Regions from separate parts of the Sus scrofa genome. Here region 1 is linked to region 2. A link is a contact called in public Hi-C data. All regions are on one chromosome and are shown on one strand. The core of a region is the stretch at or near the end of the contact, and the rest is flanking DNA. Distances in the headings are between cores, read along the strand shown.

Region 1 (2,700 bases), core at 59-2,558, 650 kb after region 2:
CGGATCCTTAACCTACTGAGCAAGGCCAAGGATCGAACCCGCAAGCTCATGGTTCCTAGTTGGATTCGTTAATCACTGTGCCTCCACGGGAACTCCGATAATAGTTTTTAAATTATAGTTGATTTACCGTGTTCTGTCTATTTCTGCCTCACAAAGTGAGCCAGTTATGCATACATACATTCTTTTTTTCACATTATTCTCCATCATGTTCCATCACAAGTGATCATATATAGTTTCATGGGCTACACAGCAAAATCCCATTGCTTATCCATTCCAAATGCAGTAGTTTGCATCTGCTAACCCCAAACTCCCAGTCCATCTCCCTCCCTCCCCCTCCGTCTTGGCAAGCACAAGTCTGTTCTCCGTGTCCCTGAGTTTGTTTCTTTTCTGTAGATAGGTTCATTTGTGCCCTATATTAGATTCCAGATATAAGTGATAGGGTATTTGTCTTTCTCTTTCTGACTTACTTCACTTAGCATGAGAGTCTCTAGTTCCATCCATGTTGCTGCAAGTGGCATTATTTTGTTCTTGTTTGTGAAAAGATGGTTTTGACTCCCAGGTGGCGGCTGCATGATAGGAGGGCAGGAACTGTGAGCTGAGCACTTCTAGGAGGCCAAACTGTGGATGTGAGTTGGTGGCCCACTGTGGTGGCAGTGGGTATGGAGAGAATTGTATCCGTCAAGATATTAAAAATTGACAAGGAGTTCTCCTGTGGTGCAGTGGGTTAAGGATCTGGCGTTGTCACTGCAGCGGTTTGGGTCCCTGCTGTGGCCCGGGTTTGATTACTGGCCCCTGGAACTTCCACGTGCTGTGGGCAGGGTGAAAAATAAAATTTAAATTGACAAGACTTTTGGATTAGATATGGGATTTGAGTGAGAGGTCAGTATCCAGCAGTGACTCGAAGTTTCTGGACTGAATGAATTATGTAAAAGAAAAGCAAACTATTCTGACGTTTGCTAGAGGTCCTTTTTCCCCTCATGTAAAAACAAAAACCACATTTTTTTTCTCTCTGGTTGTATGTACTCATTATATATTTTGAGTACTCATTGTAGAAAATTCAGCACATAGAAAAATATTTATAGGAGACCTTAGAAATTGCCTTCAATTCTACTGCCCAAGATGGCCATATTTTGGTGTACTTCGTGTTTTTGTTTTCTGGGTGCATCTTCTTTTATAATTGGGTGTACATTTTATCTTTCTGTATTTTTTTTTCCATTGGACCTTGATTATGACTGAACTGCTGTGTGCCAGGACGTTATTCACAAATGTTCTTTTTTTCTTTTGTTACAATAAGAAAAAAGTCAGATGAAATTCCAGCAGGTCAAAGGTAATTTTTCGTTGTATTTTTCTTTCAATTTTGTGTGTGTGTGTATGTGTACCTTTTTTAAAAAACCCACAATTTTATGTTTTGATTTCCACATCAAATGTTTTAGTGTTATTTATTGCTGTTTTTATACATCCTTAAGTACTCTTCAAGACTACAGTTTTTAGTGGTTGTTTAGTGAAAACAAATCCTGTTACTAGTTCTTTTCAGCTTTTACTGTTAGGATAATGATAAGGACCTCTTGTTACATAAACCTTCAGATTGCCAGTTTATTCTTTGAGAAAAATGCTGTAAATGGAACCTCCTAGGTAAAAGGATAAAATGAACCTATCAAATTGCCTCACCCAAATATCTCATTAGGACTGATTGAAATTGTTTTAAAGATCAAATTTTTGCAATGCTTTGTTTTTCTGTGCAAGGATATGTCTTTGTAGTTATTTGTCATGTTTCTCTTATGTCTTTGTATATACCCCGTCCTTTTCTTGTTCAATTTATGTCTATAAAGGGCCAGTATTATTAAAGCATTGTGCCCTCCCTGCTTAAATCCCCATGTGTGAAATGAGTTCTCTGAGTCATGTCATACTTTTCCTCTGTAAGATTATTTTCTTCTTTCGTATTTGTGTCTAGGTGCTGCTAAAACATAAATCAAATGGTGAGATAAGAAAACTAAAAAGGCTAAGAAGTTGGAGTGAGGTTTCATTAATGCTAAAAGTAACCTGTGATCTAAAACATTTTTGGTAATCTGCACCTAGTTGTCTATTGGGGAAACGGCATCTCATCCACGGATCAGAGCCGGACTTACTGCACAAGCAGGGGATCAGGTGGCAACCTTGATCCTTCGCCAGGAATGGTAAAGGAAGCTAGAAACAGCAGGTTTAGGAAGACAGTATACTGTGAGAATGCCAGATGTGTTTTCGGGATAGATTTTTCTATTTTAACACTTTTATATGTTCTTATTAAAGTTACTTTGTTAGGGAGTTCCCAGTGTGGCTTGGCGGTAACAAACGTGACTAGTATCCATGAGGACTCGGGTTGGATCCCTGGCCTTGCTCAGTGGGTTAAGTATCTGGTGTTGCCGTGAGCCGTGGTGCAGGTCACAGATACGGCTCAGATCTGGCCTGGCTGTGGTTGTGGCTGTGGCTGGGGTATATGCAAGCAGCTGCAGCTCTGATTTCAACCCCCAGCTGGGCAACTTCCATATGCCACAGGCACAGCCCTAAAAAGCAAAAAAATATCTCGTTAAGTAAAGATATTTTTTTGTTAGTGACCTACGGTGTTAACTTTTGGTCTTTTGGTCTTGTGCAACAGAATCCTGTCTTATCTATGAAATGCAGTTAACAGAGCAACTGGACCTGTTTCCTGAGTACAGGGTGACC
Region 2 (2,700 bases), core at 193-2,692:
TTGAAATTACTTATTTACTGTTTACTTATTTACACCAACACAGACACATGCACAAGTGCCAGTTCCATGAGAACAGAAATCTTGTCTGTCCTTCCACTGCTGATATTCTTGCTGCCTAGCAAAGTTCTTGGAACACAGAAAGTTCTCCATGTGTATTTGGTAACTGAATAAAGAATGAACCAACTTACCTGTCGGGCAGTGAGCAGCCGTTCATTGATTTCCTTCTTGAGATCTCCATTGTCATCAAGCTCCCCCTTCTCCAAAGCATCCAGCCACCTCTGTTCCTCCTCTTCCTCCTGACCCCCTAGGCTCCCGGACAGGTCCCGAAGTGGGGAGGGGGACAGATTACTGTCTTCATCTGGAAAGGAAAGGTGGAGAGCTAAAGTAGAATTGTTCAGATGGGGAACCCAATTCGGCCAAGTTAGTACTGGGACACTCAAAATCCTCACCTTCCTCAGAACAAACCTCCTTCCCTTAACCAGATATAATGAGAAACCCAATTTTTCCACCTCCAAATCCTTCTCACCCAGCCAGGCACGGTACTGCTCAAGGGGAACTCCTTCCATAGGTTCCTCTTCGTTGTCCACAACCATAAGGGGAGAAGGTGAGCGAGGGCCCTCAGGGATCACAGTGAAGGTAGGAACACTGCAGAGAAGCAACAACTCTGTAAGCTGAGCAATCAATTGTCTCTCCCTGCTCAATCCGTCCAGCCTTCCCTACACCCTTTTGGGTTCTTGCTCCATTAATCTGGGCCCTGAAGTCACAGTGTCCATTCTCCGTCTACTAGAAAGCCCAGCCAGCGTCTCCTATCTCTACCTGTTTCTAAAGTCCCCCAGGTAAAACCTTGCTTTCTTGATCTCACCTCTTGGTGCCCAGGACCTGCCCGCCCAGCTTGATTTTGAGTTTGAGCTGGGGCTTAGCAGGAGACGGCTGCGTGGGCCCAGCCTCCTCTTCCTGGTAGTGTTTCTTCTTGTGCTTCTTCTTGTGCTTCTTGTGCTTTTTCTTGTGCACTCCGTGGCCGTGGGCACCTGCCAGACTCAACTCCAGGGCTTCCCCTGCGGAAGGAGAGCCTGTCAACCGTGTATAGCGGGAGCCGGGCAAGGAAAGCGCTGAAGAACCCACTACCCCCGAGGGGTCCTACTCTTCCTGCGGTGTTCGTTGTTACCATAACAACGGCCCCGCCTTTCTCCTTCCCACCTGTAGCGAGGCGCCCAGACATCTCCGAGAAGCAAGAAAGAGATTCCTTTTCTGCGAAGGCCTAAGCTGCTTTATCGACCCGCTCTTACCCGGCTCAGGGGCCTCCATAGCCCCAGAGGTGCTCCCGCGCCGCCACAGCTTACTCATGGGGCCCTGCGAGGAAAGGGGGCTGGAAATAGTCCGAACACATGCAGACACACCTTTTCCGCCCCGCGGAATAACTTAACTCCAGTAAAAAAAAATCGGCTACTTCCGGTGCGTAGCAACCATGCTTGTGCGGGGCACACTTTGCGGCTAAAATTCTCCGGGAGAAACAACAGTCCTTCCAGCAAAAGTTCCGGTATCTCTGAGGGCCGGACCGCTCGAACTGGCGGGAGCTGTCAGCTGGCTCCGCATCGCCACAATTAAGATCAGAACTCAGCGCGGGCGATTCAATTATTGTTACACTCAAGCGTGATGGACGTATGGTCCGGACCAAATTCGGATCCAGGTTATGAGAATACAAAGATGAGTATGAGCACTTCTCTCTGCCTTGAAGGAATGTGCAGTTTGGAGGAGTACGTAAGATAACGATATTGCGGGCAAAATGGCAGAAAGCCTTGACAGTACAAGTGCCCCAAAGCAGGGCAAATGGTTTTTAAGCCCAAATTTTCATCAGTAGAGAAATGGTTAAATGAATTATGGTGCCTCTGTCCAATCTAGAACAGCCTGTTGCTAACAAAAGCTAAAAACTGGTAAGTAATTGATAAGATCGACATGGAAATTAGATCCTAGTGGATAATAGTATTGGAAACAATCTAAGTGTGCCTCTACTGAAATACCAAAAAAAAAAAAAAAAAATCATGAATTTGATACATCTATACAATGGGAAGCTATGTTGCTATAAAAAGAAATGAAACCCCAGAAGGCTACTCAAGGAACTGGTGACAGCAATTCCAATGGATGGTTGAGGGCAAAGGGAAATTTATTCTTCATAAAATACCCTTTCGTGCCTACTGAAGTTTGTATAAAACATGTGCATGCTTTACTTAGTTAAAAAAAAAGGCAACAGGAGTTCCTGTCGTGGCGCAGTGGTTAACGAATCCGACTAGGAACCATGAGGTTGCGGGTTCGGTCCCTGCCCTTGCTCAGTGGGTTAACGATCCGGCGTTGCCGTGAGCTGTGGTGTAGGTTGCAGACACGGCTCGGATCCCGCGTTGCTGTGGCTCTGGCGTAGGCCTGTGGCTACAGCTCCGATTCAACCCCTATCCTGGGAACCTCCATATGCCGTGGGAGCGGCCCAAGAAAAAGCAAAAAAAAAAAAAGGAAACAAGGTCTGTGAGGTCAATGAGGTCTGTGTGGCTGACATATGAAATAAAAAAAGCAAGTTTTAAGATGTTATGATCCCATTTAAAAAGGCATACTATGCTATCATAGAAAAAAATTAAGGAATGTATACTGTGCCATTAATGGTGATTATCTTTAGAAGCTGGAGTTGGGGAACTTTCACTATTTAGATCCGTA

What was found. Hi-C and Micro-C count contacts between places; a contact is called where the count stands out from the background.
Region 1: a Hi-C map of skeletal muscle shows a contact between it and region 2, with 5 times the contacts expected there. The contact joins the promoter of TPRKB here to the promoter of INO80B in region 2. A contact is called at or near these places in 2 of 47 Hi-C or Micro-C datasets (psoas muscle and skeletal muscle) and 2 of 2 datasets of contacts at active chromatin or transcription factors (alveolar macrophages and skeletal muscle).

What each region holds. Positions count from the first base shown.
Region 1 is chr3:69,237,017-69,239,716 of Sscrofa11.1, forward strand. It overlaps TPRKB (TP53RK binding protein), which reads left to right and starts at 1,309. Exons shown (of 5, transcript NM_001144846.1): 1 at 1,309-1,327; 2 at 2,633-2,700. The coding sequence starts at 2,653.
Region 2 is chr3:68,586,879-68,589,578 of Sscrofa11.1, forward strand. It overlaps INO80B (INO80 complex subunit B), which reads right to left and starts at 1,443. Exons shown (of 5, transcript XM_003124991.5): 1 at 1,287-1,443; 2 at 863-1,055; 3 at 527-645; 4 at 189-358. The coding sequence starts at 1,344.